Regions from separate parts of the Drosophila melanogaster genome. Here all the other regions are linked to region 1. The links are chromatin contacts, called in public Hi-C and HiChIP or PLAC-seq maps. All regions are on one chromosome and are shown on one strand. Each heading gives the region's core, a stretch centred on a gene start, on an enhancer-like site or on the middle of the called end of the contact. The rest is flanking DNA. Distances are from core to core; before and after follow the strand shown. Region 1 holds the start of N (Notch). Region 2 overlaps dnc (dunce). Region 3 holds the start of lncRNA:CR46243 (long non-coding RNA:CR46243).

What was found. A called contact is a pair of places that touch in the nucleus more often than the background predicts. HiChIP or PLAC-seq counts read pairs in DNA pulled down with a chosen protein or histone mark.
Region 2: a Hi-C map of the Kc167 cell line shows a contact between it and region 1, with 6 times the contacts expected there. The contact joins the enhancer-like site here to the promoter of N in region 1. A contact is called at or near these places in 4 of 107 Hi-C or Micro-C datasets (the D17-c3 cell line, the Kc167 cell line, embryo and 1 more) and 1 of 6 datasets of contacts at active chromatin or transcription factors (the Kc167 cell line).
Region 3: a contact with region 1 is called in a CP190 HiChIP or PLAC-seq map of the Kc167 cell line, with 4 times the contacts expected there. The contact joins the promoter of lncRNA:CR46243 here to the promoter of N in region 1. A contact is called at or near these places in 2 of 107 Hi-C or Micro-C datasets (cellular blastoderm embryo and eye imaginal disc) and 1 of 6 datasets of contacts at active chromatin or transcription factors (the Kc167 cell line).

Annotation. Positions count from the first base shown.
Region 1 is chrX:3,132,380-3,137,314 of dm6, reverse strand. It overlaps N (Notch), which reads right to left and starts at 2,445. Exons shown (of 9, transcript NM_057511.4): 1 at 1,488-2,445. The coding sequence starts at 1,647. It overlaps kirre (kin of irre), which reads right to left. Exons shown (of 11, transcript NM_001258579.3): 11 at 2,783-4,935. The coding sequence ends at 4,890.
Region 2 is chrX:3,283,193-3,288,131 of dm6, reverse strand. The region is part of intron 4 of dnc (dunce); the gene reads right to left. Among named protein-coding and RNA genes, the nearest start is that of CG10793, 31 kb to the left of the region's middle. Within about 2 kb of position 2,616, at least 16 of the 39 cell types and tissues checked have an H3K27ac peak or open chromatin away from gene starts, as enhancers often do. A contact at or near this core is called in the Kc167 cell line, where this site is marked.
Region 3 is chrX:3,361,517-3,365,804 of dm6, reverse strand. It overlaps lncRNA:CR46243 (long non-coding RNA:CR46243), which reads right to left and starts at 2,119. Exons shown (of 2, transcript NR_133507.1): 1 at 1,951-2,119; 2 at 1,745-1,833.

The DNA.
Region 1 (4,935 bases), core at 1,196-3,695:
AAACATAATAGTTCAACGCTCTTCGGTTGCAGCTGTTAAAAAATATAAAAAAAATAGCAGAGATCATGGAGTGCGTAATAATAAAGTTGCCCAGTGCTCAGGGATCAAATTTCTAGTAATGATCATTTAATTGCTTTTAAACGTTTGATGGATTGATGGATTTCGATAGATTTTCGAATAATGAAACAACAAAAAATTCTCTGACATTATCAAATTTGTTTCAAAATACTATGATATCGAGCTGCATTCCCCATACTTTCTCATCGTTGAGCCGAGAATTCCGTCGAAGAGATTTCGAGTTCCATGGAAAGTTGACATTTTACTGGGGCAATCGACCCTAAGTACACCTACAACCGATCCGATCCGATCCGATACGATTCGGTGTTTGTTCAGTGATTAGACAACGACCGCTCCATATGCAAATACCCAAGTAAGCCCCATGTGCATGCGGCACAACACAGCGTGTGGAGGAGGAGAGTTCGCTTCCAAAGCTGGAAAGGAAGTTGGCCACTCACTACTAGCGAGCAAATAGCGCAGTGAGAAAACACAAAGGAAAGAGTGCCTAGAGTGCTAGGGGAATGGAAAAACTCGCCTTTTGCCGACGGTAAAAACGGTCTTTCTTGTTTCGAAAAGGTGGGTTTCCAAATCTGAGAGAGCATGCGCAGTCGGCGGAGAGCGAGACAGCGACAGCGATCGAGCGAGAGCGAGAACGAGATCAGCGAGACAACAAGGAGAGAGAGAGAGAGAAAGAGAGAGGAAAAAAAAACGACCACCTGTCCGAAAAGCGACAACAAAGCGAAGCCAAGGAAGACAGCGCAAAAGGAAGCGCGGTGAATACAAGCCATGAAAAGGAAGGCGAAGAGCGAAGAGGAGCTGCCCAAAAGGGAGACAAACGAAGAGGATCGAAAAGGGAATGGAGAAACACAGAGAACGCATTTGGGAGCGGATTCCGACGATTGCGTTTAAAGTGAAATTCTTTAAGGTAGGATTTGCAACAATCCTATAGGCTTATTAAGCAGATTAAGTAGCATCACTTCCTTTTTGGATTACAGTTGCATGGGTTTGCTCAGTCACTTATATGTGTTGCGAATGCATCCGATTTTATAGACCAACATTTCCTAGCTATGCAATGTAGCGATCTATCCAACGGGTTTAAGCGGAACTAGTCCAATGCAAATGTATGTATATTTTGTAATTGCAATTTTAGTTGTTTCATACTAAGTATGCTCCATTTAAAACTGACATCTAAGACCAAACAATTATGCGATTCAGTACTATTAGTTGAGATCCACATCTTTCAGCTATACAAGATCATCTTATCTCATAGTTTTGGTTCTGTAAAAAACCGTTCTTTGGCAAGCGTTTTGGAACGTTTTGAGCCTCCTGGAATTCCAGTTTGTGCACCCACCCTATTTTCGGGCGACCCCGCCTGTCACCCTGCCCTCCCCCCGCCTAGTTGTTCTGATCGGCGTCTCCGCTTTACTCACCAGTTCCGCGAACGGTGTTTGGCAAATTCGCAAACGCCAGCGTCAACAGCAGCAGAGGCAGCGACGCCGGCAGCGACGCAACGGCGTGCATTTTGTTAATCCAAAAACAAATCCAAGTGTTTGGTGCGCGACTGCGACGTCGGCTGCGCTGCGATTGCATTGTAATCCAGTTTTCCAGTTAACCACTTTTCCAGTTTTTCACCTCTACTCGCTTCTCGGTTTCTTTAGCGCTCCTCTTTGGTCTCTCTTTGAGGATATGTTTAACTGCGAGTTTAGGTTTAGTATGCTAGTCTCAGTAGTTTAAGCAATTTTTTGTTTTAGCGCGTTTGTTGTTTTTTTGTTTTTTTTTTTGTTTTTTATAGTTTTGAACTTCAGACTTTAAAGCTTTATTTGATAAACTAAGAGGAGGCACTCTCCCGACGACGGCGACATTTTCCGTTTTGAAACATAAAAAAAAAGTGGCAAAAAAAGAACGCTTTTCGTGTATCTTTTGCTTGCTTTTCTCTTCGCGAGGATCGAGCCACAAATTCAAATTCAAACCGACGCCGCACGCTTGCGTATTGCTCTCTTCCTCTTGCGCTTCTTGCACTCGGCTTTCGTCTCACTCTCACACACGCGCGACTCGAGGTAGATACACTTTTCGAAAATCCTTGTTTCTCTCCCTCTCTCTCTCTCGCTCTCTGTGTCGCTCTCTCGTTGCTATCCCTGCGACAGGCACTCCTTGCTCTTGCTGAACGGCTTTCCCGCTGGGGCCATCCTTTTCATTTCATTGCATTTGCTTGCTGTGTAATTGATTTGTTTGTATATCCTGTTGGCAGCGCGATTTTACGTGCGTTGTTGCACACACATTCAAAAAAAAAATAAATGTTGAGAACTGTGCTCTGCGCTTTCCAGGTTCGTCTGCCTAACGCTCGTCCGCTTTCACAACCGTTTCGTCCACTGGAAAAAAGCGATCTGTTTCAAATCGGCAGTGTGACCGCGTCGGTGCAAGAAAAAGATACCGTATGGCGGGGAGCCATTTTGGCAGCGCGCTCTTTCGCAGCGTTGCGAGATCGGTTGGTGAACAAATAACGTTAGCCGGGCTCCGAGCCGCTTGCATGAGTAGTTTCCCCATTTCGCCGAATGGCGCTTTAGTGCCGTCATAGCGGTATGTAGAAATTACGCTATGTAAAATGTAAAATTCGACAATGTAAGATTCGTAGAAATTACGCTATGTATAATGTAAAATTCGACAATGTAAAATTCGTAGGCACTGGAAAAAAATGTGCATAAATTTGATTGAAAAACGCACTTGTAGCATTTTTTAAGTATTTTATTTTCCTTTTGTTCTCGTATCTTTATTTCAACTAATTTGAGTTGTTCTCGACTTAAGTTAGGTTTTCCCGCAATACGTTCTTAGTTTTCATTTTCCGTACCTTTTTTTTTCGCAACTCCGCTTCCTGCAATTATCATACTTTACTTGGCTTAATAGGATTTCATTTGAATTTCATTTCGTTTCGTGTGTAACGTCTATATAATTGAACGCTTAATTGAATCGTTTGACAATTATCGAAAACAAAAAAAAATATGTAACACCATACTTATCTCCGATTTTCGGAACGCTATCCCAGTTAAAAAGCTCGGCGCAATTGGCCCACGGAAAGAATAGAATTAGATTCGAGTGTATAAATCAGTTTAAACGAACGGGCATTATTTTTAAGCATTTTCAGAATTACTTTAGATAAATACATACATATGTATATTCTCGAAAGAAACAAAAAATAAAATATGAAACAATAAATTAGTTAATTAATTACAGTATTGGCTTAGTGAATTAAGAACCCAACGAGGAATCATAAGGCAGCATTTCGTGTTAAAAATTGAACGCTTTACACTTAATTGCGTTTTTTTTTTTTTTGGTAGATCGCTCAAATGTTTTACAAATTGTTTCTAAGCTTTTTAAGTTTTTCTTTTTACCTTTAAAATTCTTCATTTACGTCTATAAATAGGCTTAAACCTAAACTAGGCAGACAAAAAAAAAAAATTACAAACATTCTCTCTAATCTTAGCTAGTCATTTTTTAATTCAAGCGTTGACATACACATTTATGCTCTATATATATATATATATATATATATATACGATATACAATATTTCATTTGCTTCTTTACATAATTGATTTAAGTTCAAATATCATTTACGCGCTTAGGGCTAGACAAAAAAATATTCAACTTTTCACATGGATGCTGAAATGCTGTGCCACTGAAAACCCGATCAAAAAGTTGGAAAGTGGGAACTATATATATATATATATATATATATGTTGGTGGTTTTTCTAATTTTATTCACTTTACTCGTAAATCACCAATATTTGGACATCTTTTTGTTTTTAGTTTTTTGCGGCTTGGGGATTATCGATTAAATTGCAATAATACTGTAGCATCCCGTAAAAATATAGTTTTCAATTCAATTTCAATTTTGTTTGTTTGTGTGCAAAATAATAGTTATATATGTTACTTTTGGCTCTTCTTGACCGGGTCACAGATGCAGCACAGCACTTAATCTAAATATTTTCTCTCACTGCATTCAGTTGGTTTCGTTTGATGTATACGTAATTAAGTCTAAAAAATTTGATAAATTTTGGCTTAGAAAATTGTTTTTGCTTTCTGCTGCTGCTGCTTTACTTTTCATTTTCGTTTGCTTTTATATTATTATTATTTTTGTTTTTTTTTTTAGTTCCAACTAACTACACAGGCTTTTTGTTTTGTCATAATGTATATAATTGAATTGATTTTCGGTTTCGTTTTAAAATTGTATGCAACACGCTGTTTAAAATGAACTTTTCAAGTTTTGTAGTTGTTTTGTGTTTTTGTTTTTACATTTCTGTTCGATACGCGTTTCGTGTTTAATTGATATACGATTTTTTACTCGATAAGTAGCTTAAGATTTGCACTAGTTGATATAATTTGCCGCTGCGAAACTCATCGAGCTCAGCCATAAAATAATTAACGCTATAAATCACAATACGGTTTTTGTTTTCTTCTGTTTTTTTTTTTTGTGTTTTGTTTTTCGTTTTTATACACATTTCTTTTTTTTACTCAAGGGTGTGTTGAACTCTTTTCTCTTTTTTTTTGTTTTTGGGAGCTGTACGTTACAAATTTACAAACGAAAGCAGTCACATTCTTAGTGCTCGAATTTCAGCCATATCAGATAAATCCAAGTCAGTTGCATTTACAACCCAAGATCTTTTCGAAAGTTCAGCACACCGCTTGAATCAGAATATTACGCTAATATCGATGGACAAAAAAAAAAAGTTTACACACTAGATGTTCGGCTTTTAAATACATTTATGAGTTATGCTAGTGCCTTCTATATATATATATATAATATAGAAAGATGTGTGTGTATATCCTTCTTTGTAGTTTAAACATGAGTGGCCAGAGGTCCTTTCTGCGTGTGTCCTTTGCCA
Region 2 (4,939 bases), core at 1,367-3,866, 150 kb before region 1:
CCAGCAAACACAAATACAAACACAAGCACACCTCGTGCTGCACTACTACTACTACTAATACTCATACTGCCGGCATTTCGACATTAGCTCTTAAGCTGCCCCAGGTGCCCCAAGGTGATGCACGCACAAACAAACGGTGAATCCGGGGTCGGGGGCCATCTAAAAAGTTTCAAATTTCTGTCGGCGAAGGTGAAAGTGGCCTGAAATGAGCCCCGGGCTCGAAGTGCAATTATCCTGCGCGAGTTATCCATCAAAAATGCCGCTCGCCACTCGTTCTAATGAAACTTTGCTGCTGCTGCTGCTGGTGGGTGAGGTTTTCTAAAGGACTTTTTAGCCAAGGGAATGGAACAGGTGAAGCTCCGAGCAGCTTTCGCCTTTTTTTTTTTTTGGCGTTATGGTTATGACCGCCGCCAAGCCAGATGGTATCTACAGCTCTACAGTTATCCTTACATTAACAGCGAAAAGGAGATCCCGTCCAAAAAAAAAGGGAAGCGACTCTCCCAGCGAGGGCTGATTTCAGTGTTTCCCGTGCAACTATAGTAAAGCTGGCAAATCATTTAATCAATTACTAAACCAAATATATTAACTTATTTCGAATCCGAGAAGTGTTCTCAATTAGAATATTCAAAGTTGATATTCAATCTATTTGCACCTCACTTTTTGTCAACTCTAATTTCACAAAAACGTTATTAATACACCGTGTGTCAAGGTGTCCCCCCTTAATCTATTTCCCCGCTGGCCAGTGTCCACTTTTGCTTTGACAAACAGCCACAACAACAACAATAAAAAAAGGAACAAAAAATCCAGGGGCTGGGGGGAAAAAAAGCAGAAAACTAATGGATGGGCAATGGGCAATGGCACCCAAGGGGGCTGGCTTTAGAGATAGGCGGGTTGAGGGGGCGTGGCAGGGGTCCTGGGTATCTGGGCATCTGCTATGATATACATATATAAATATATAAATATATAAATATAAACGCATATATAACACCCGGGGAGTGTGCTCAGTTCGTTGTTTATTGGAGAGATTTTTTTTGGGTAACGCCGTGAGTCAAATATTTGTGACAAAAAACGGTGGTTTTGTGTTTCTCGTCACGGGAAACTCGAATTTCATGAGACTTATGAAGTTGAAATTACCTGAATGGTTTTCTGTTTTCTGTTTTTTTTTTCTCACTTTTTTATTATTGGTTCAATTAATACCTTAAAAGCACAAAGTACCTGAGGTTGTTGTAGAAACTGAAAATGCTTAATTTTGTTAGCTGATACCAATACCTTTTTATTAGGAAAACAAAAACATAAGACTTCTATTCCTTGGAATATCATATCCATAGATAAAAGCTTGAACGTTTTTCTATCAATTGCCAAGAACTTCAAACAAGCGTTTACTCCACATAGTTTGTAATCGAAAACATTTTTTTTTGTATTATTTTCCTGCTCCGATTTTTTTCGTTCTTAATATTTTTCAATTTCCTGCTCTTTGAGCTTCGCTTTCGTTAGAGATTTTTTCGCCCCGCCCGCTGAGCGTGTGTACCCAAAACCAACAGCCACGCCCACGCCGCCCCATTGACGCACAGCTAACGGTACAGCCAGCGGGCGGTTGGGCCATGGGCGGTGGGCGGTGGGCGTGGCCGGCGGACAAACAAATTGCACGCGTCTCTCATTTCTCATTTCACATTTCAGTTGCCTGATGCATTTACAGTTGCGCTTGCAGCAGCGTCAGGTGGGCGGTCTGCCACGCCCCCGCGAAACGCACCGCCCCCGTCTCGCGAAAAATTGATGATTTTCGAAAAATACACTAAACTTACTTCATAATACCAATTCAATTATAATTATGTCATGTATGTCATGCACATAGTGATTATTTACGCAAAACTTTATATTCCACGATAGAATTGCTATCATATATATCGTTTTTTTTTCAGTGCATCAGCTGTGTTGCCTTGTCTAGCCACTGCACATACCGAAAAGTTAATCATAAAAACGCCGAGTGAAAATGCCAAGGTTCAACGTGTTGCTGATTGTTTTTTCTCCTCGGTGTCAAAATGTTAAAACGAAGTGGGTAAAGGGATGCAGGAGAAAAAAAAGCGGGGGGAAAACGTTTGAAAAAAGGGCGGACCGACACGCCCACCAACCAGTTGCACGCCGCGTATACGCAATAATCGCTCGCACAAAGCCCACAGCTTTTTTTTGTCGAGCATTTAAAGTTTAAAAATATGTTCCATGGCCGAAAATTCAGATGCAAACGAGCTTACCCAATTCGCTTAATTAATCACAAAACGTATCGTATGCATTCAATCGACTTACCTGTAAAGAAAAAAAAAGACAATACGATAAATTAGTAAGTTGAAATTAGACTTTTTTTATCTTATAGCTACAGAAAATACATATCAAACAATCCTATTTATCCTATTTATAATAAATAATCTAATCTAATATATATTTCTAATATCTAATATTTAAAAAGCTTTGTAAACATTTTCTTTATTTTTTTGTTTTTCCAGATTCATTTTTGAAATCCTGACCTTAAGCAACAAAATTAGCATTAAGCATGTTTCAAACAGCTTTCAAAGCTTCAGACAGCTTTTCCAGAAAACTCAAGTGTGGTGAAAAGCTGTGAGAAAAGTTGTGTGCCATTTTCCAAAGCTCTGGGTTCGTCGCATTGCTTTTGAGCTTTCATGGACTACATATATTCTTTGATAAAATGGAATGCCTTATTGAAAGTATGCTGGTTTCTTTGAACTTTTTTTCACCTTTCACCATGGAATTTTTCAGGAATTTCCTCGGAAATTCCCGTAAGCAAGCATTCAACATACTAATTAAATTTGCCAACAATGAGGCAATAATAATTCTAATAATTCTTTAGCTTCCTAAGATCTCCACTTGTTTCTTTCGCTTCCTTCAGCTTTATGTCAAAGTGCAACAAGGATTTTAAAGCTCAGCTGGTGAGCAGAACAGAAGACAACAGAAAACGAGGATAATGGAAAAGGGAACCGGTACAAAAGTCACTGCAAAGCTGAAAAAGCATTCAAAGCCAAAATCTTAGCCCTTGGGACAATCCACGGGTTTTTGGCACCAAAAAAAAAAAAAACAAGACGAAATTTTAAGGAGAAAATGTAGGAAACAAAAAGGATTTAACAGGACAGTTCAGGAAACCAAATAACCTGGTTTAATGCCAAAATTACTAGCTGAACAGGTATTGATATTGCTACATCTTTTGTAATATTCCCCAAAAAGGCACACAGATGTTGTGCCATTTCAATTGGCTTCTTCATTCCACATTTTGCAGTGCAAATATATTAAATTCCCCCAACTCTTTCTCATCGTTCGTTGCTCCTTTCATTTTAATGGTTTTGAGTTTATTATCATTCCTTGACATCGAAGGGCTCACCTTTTCTGCCTGTTCTACTGTTTCTCGCTCATGCATGGCATTTTTCCCCATCTCGGATTGCCTTTATCTTAGGGATATACTTGAAATGGCCATTCGAGATGCTGCTGCTTTTCTTTTCGCTTTAAAAATGTGCCTTGCAAATGTCACACGTGTCGTATGCATAATATTATTCATGATATTATGTAATGCTCGCATTGGAAGCGAAAACGTTTAGGCAATAACAATTTAAATAGCCCAATAATGCATGATGTTTGTTAATTACTAGATCAGCTCGAATTTCATTTGCATTCTATTGGCAATGTCCAATGAATAGTATGAAATATTCATAGTTTATCTTATGCCTCCTAATTATTTGGAAAATCGAAGGCCGCATCGAAGTAACGTATTAAATATCGGAACTGTCTAAACTAATGAGTTGCTTATGGACTTTAACTAATATCCTGACAATAATGAAGTTCCTGGCGGCTCTTTGGCTCTCCTCGTTTGTTTCGTAAATATACCTTCATTAGCGCCTTTAAGTAGGCAACACTCGACTAAATATTCACCGATGGGGAGGACGAAGAGTTTCAAAATAAAATATGCAAACAAAGGCACGTTTTAAAGGACGAACAAGGCGCATATCCTTAAACGGCCAAGTTCCGTTTAACCATTTTTTGTCGACACTTTCTCCCGAGGGAAAACCGACTTGCCTGCATGTTTCTCAGTTTTTTTTTGGAAAAGGGAAACTTTTGAAGTTCCTCGGGGAAACACGACTGTTAGATGACCCGTACACAAATGAAAAATAATATGTTGTAGTCGCTTGAAGTTATTATAAATGAAATACACAATGAAGATACTTAACTGATTTTGAAAATTTGTATATATGTATATAATTGAACTTAAGTTTATCGTGTGCGGCAAAGTGCTTGGCCTAAAGGGTTAACTAACCCAGTTAGCCGACCAGAGTTCAATGGCTTAATTAACAAATTACGTGGGCTGATTGATTGACAGAAATTCAAAACAATTTCGAGGCCTGTCCTTAAGGATACAAGACCCAAAAGTTATTGGCAAAATGTTTGGTATATTAATGGGAAATTGCACCCAACCATTAACCCAGATATTGGCTAACAACGTTGAAACGACCTTAGGCGATTCGATTATTTTCTGAAAATATGGGGGGCAATGGCATAAAAAACTTAATGAAAGGGACACTTTACCATATTGTTAGCTTTAAATCTTTCAAAAAAAAAAAGAAAAACTTAAATTTCCAGCCGCGACAATTAACACATTTTAAATTTCCGTAAACTTTTGTTCACTTAAATCTTTTTGGCTGCAACTTCTGGCGCTCTGAAAATCCCTCAATGCCATTTAACCCACGACAAACAAGTCGGCAATGCAAAATCGCCGGATTTCCTTGGGGGAATACCCCTTTTCATTTTTTTTTAAAGTTGTTAAAAATGCGGGCTGCGTCACCGAGCCAATCCCCTGATAGCTTAAAGATTGGAGTATAATTTATATAGACATTAGCTCGCCGGCTTGGGGCGTCGAAATTTTTGAATTCATTGCCAGCCAAAC
Region 3 (4,288 bases), core at 870-3,369, 230 kb before region 1:
TTGGCATTTCAAACATTTTTGCTCCTCACGCATTTTTTTTGTTCGCACTTTTCCACGCACAGCTTTTTGGTTTTATTAATAATGTCGGACCATAAAAAAAAAACGCCTAACAAAGAAGCAGCAATAAATTTTGGCCAACGCAAAGCAAGGTCAGAAAGATCCACTATATGTTTCTTCATGTGGGTTTTTAGTTAGTCACAATCAAGGAGGGGCTGTTATCAGCTTCTAACTGCCAACTTAGCCGATCTTAAGTTAATAAAGATATGCACAGAAATTTACTAGATGATGATGGACTAAGGAAGTAGATTAAGATGGTCCCATAAAATATGCCAAAAAGGTGAGCTAAGTGTACGCAGAAATCTTGAAATGTAAAAGGATGTATACATATAAATAAGACAGCCTCGCAAGGGTTAAATCATCCCGATTTCATTTATTTTGCTGATAAAAGACAAAATTCGAGAACGCAAATTTTAAAACAGATAAAAGACCAAAACGAAACTGTTCGAAAAAGGGAATTTCGGACATGAAGAAAGATGAAAAAGAAGTTGAGTGCAAGAAAAAAAACACACACACACACACCAAAAAACGAAGCGTGCAAAAAAAACGCTAATAAAAAAAAGACGACGTTTAGAAGTTAATTAAGCAAATTGGAAGAACAAAGGCCACAAAGGGAGAGGGGCTAACCACTCAATACGAGGCGAAAGATTAATGGACAAATCGAACCGAAAGCCCCGAAAATCGAAATTAAGTTTCTACATAATGAACAAAATGAACAAGAGGCCATGGGAAATCGCGAAAGTCTCAAAAACGAACGTTGAGCAACACTAGATCATTGGAAAATATGTGCTATGAATCATTTTTTGCAATAATTAAAATCACAAAAATTGTATAAATTTTTTTTATTCCATATTTTTATTTGAATAAGTCCTTAATGTTTGTGTAATACATTAAGTCATTGCACTTGTTACCTAATATATGCAATGATTTATTTGTTTAGATACTAACTTCTTTAAAAAAATTGAAGATATAGAATAATGGAAGTCAGTGGGCTTAGAAAGAGTTTTGAAAGCTTACGAATCGAAAAGCAAAACAAAAAAGTCCAGCAGAAGAAACACAAACGCTTTGTGCTAAGAAAAGTGAGAAAAAAAATAACAAAAAAAAAAATAATCAAACAATAAAAAACCCGAATGTTGCGAATGTGGAGGGTAAAAGAAAGAATGCCAAATAAATTAAAATATTACATCGCTGACCCTGAACCTCGTTTTTTTCGTATTGTTTTTTTGTGGCATTTGTTGTTGTGCTAACGTATGTATGTATGTATGTATGTATGTATGTATGTATGTTTCAAACGGTGGGCCGAAACCTTTTTTTCGCGTTTTTTAATACTTCATTATTGTGTATGTACTTGAATTTGAATAGCGGAAACAACCGTTTTATATAATCTCTGAAATTTTCGAAGAATTCAGATAAAAGCCAAGCTTGACTTTTTTGATATCAAGAGTACAAATAATATAGTAACTCATTAAAAAAAAGATTTAATTTATACATGGTTACCATATAACAAGTATTGCTGCTGGTTTCTTATAAAAAATAAAAAATAATAATAACCACTGGCAATACAGAATGAAGGATATTTTTTCGAATTATATTAAGCCACTTTTATCGAGTACAAACTGTAGATCAACCACAGTGTTCGCAGCTCACACATTCCATGATATTGCCACAAAAATGTATTATATTTCTTAATATTAAGCCAATCCAATCTATATTCAAAGCGGCAGTTGATCAATTGAGTGTGGAGCGTGGCCCACTGGTCCATTCCGGTTCGCAGCCCTTTAGAACGTACACAGTAAGAAAAAATGTGCAATAATTGGCAAAGTGCAAAATTAAGGAAAAATATGCTCAATTTAATGATGAAATCGATGATAACTTTGAAGCGAACATACATACATTGTTTTATTGAGATCGCAGTGGCAAATGTCTGTGCTTTTTTTTCCTGTGTAAGAACTGGCAATCGATGGCGCATGACCAGTGTATGGAAATGTCCAAACAATCAAAGCGATCCGCAACCAGTCCGGATCGCCAGCACCTGCCCAGAGTAATAGCACCACTGAAACCACTGGAACCACTGGAACCACCGAAAAAAAAAAAAACCCACCCAACTCACCGCTCTTCCGGGTTTGATCGCTGGATTGCGGCTCGTGACACGTGACAAAAAAAAAAAAAGATTGTAGCCAATTGCCTAATTTGATTAGAGAGGATCGTATCGAATATAATTCGAAAGTGAGATGGTACAAGATGTATTATTGCATTCATTGCACTTTAAAACTAAGTTTACTAAGAATATTTTAGCGGGCTATGAAATAATGGCATTCATTGTAAGAGATTTACAGTATCTTTACTATTAAAATTGGATCTCGCAAAAAAAAAGGGGGTAACCAGTGTTCGTATACCCCTTTTTTTTTTGTTTGTTGCCAGTGAGAACGATGTTTTCCGTCGTTTTGTTTCCATTTTATCTAACTTGCTGTAGCAACAAGAAACTCAAAACAGAAAAAACAAAAAACACGAGCAAAATAACAAAACGAAATTAAACTCTGCGGTTGAGTTTCTATTTTCCCACGCGCCCAGAAGGCGAAGGAATATGGGAAAGCAGAGAGGGCAAGATAGGCGATGGTGGGTTTAGCATTTGCTGGCTTTTTATCACATTTGTGTTTTGTCAGCTTTTCCACGCACACTGGTGTCCGATTAACTTTTAAGAAGTTTCACGCACTTTGCCCCACAGCCTTGACACGCATGACGAATCGGCTACAGATAACGATTTCTATTGGGGATAAATGTACATAGGTACATACATACATATGTATGTATGTATGTGCAGGAATCCAAAGATCCAACCACTTTGCTTTATGTTGCCAAATACCAAAGCCAAGTAACTGACATTTTGCACAAGCACAAGTGCCTCAATCTATTGCGTTGCATTGTTTACTTAACAACACTGTTTTCATTCGCTAATAAGACAGCAAGCCAAAAACAAAATTTGGCGCGTGGAAACAAAATTGTAAGACCTTCCGCTTTGTTCAATAAAAATATTAAGAAATAAACAAAAATTGGTGAAAACGAAAACTCACAAAGTCAGACATTCCGGGCTTCTCAAATTCACTTCTTGAGAACGAAGTTCCTACTCTAGAAAATCGTTTTTTAATGGAAATTTAAAACGCATCGTTTTTTTTTCCGCTGGTTTCAAGTGCAAAGCTATATGAACATAAATATATGCTGATAGATCAAATCGAAAGGGGTGAACAGGGGGCGGTTAGCAAAGCACCACTTGAAATAATTGCGAATAGGAAGCAACGTAAAGAATTTACGATTTTTCAATTGCAAAAATATTTTCAAAAGAATTTTAAAGAATAAATAATCATAATTTTTATTATCATGTTTTTTTTTTTCTATTTTACATATTTTTTTTTGTAAGCTGTGGGAAATACATAAAAAATATTCTTGGTTGCAACGAATTCGAAATATTTGATTTGCAATTTTCTTTGATTATACAATTTTCATTCAATTTCGTCTCGAAAACTTTTGTAAATCGTCCAAAATATTTTTGTCATCACCTTTCGAAATATAAAATTACAAGAGGTTTAGGCATTCTCGATTAATAAATGACAAACAATATTATTATTGTTATTGAATTACAGGGCTCATTGTGTTTTTCAATAATCAATAATTTCCATTTCTCAAGCGATGTGAAAAATTGAATTTCGCTGTGTTTGTGCATTTTTCTGCGTTTTTCTGCATTTTTTTTCTTTCGCTTTATTGAACGGAAAAAAGTGTCAGCTAAAGTTGGCCAAAAAGCAAGGGACCAAAGTGTACTAAATTGCGCCGTAGACACAACAACCACTCGAAATAAAATAAGATAAAAAAAAACGAAATAAAATAAAATAAAATAAAGAAAATGCTTCGAAGGCCGATTCTGCAGGAAATGTCACCTTATACGACACGAGAAAAAATATTCGTTGACACGGCAGAATAAGTTGAACATTTCTGTCATGGATTTGAATTCAACATCTACGCAGTTGCTTCAGAGTTCAAGTCAATAAAAAAAAGGCAAATGGCATGGCATATATAATATGTATGCTTATACATAATTCAGAGATATATCTGAGGAACTTGTTTCCATGTTTGTGGAAAATTTTCCATCGGTGATTGTTTTTAAATACACCAAAATTAAGACAAGATGGTCAATAAAAAAAAAAACAGTACACAGTTAAATGAATTGCTCGAAAATACA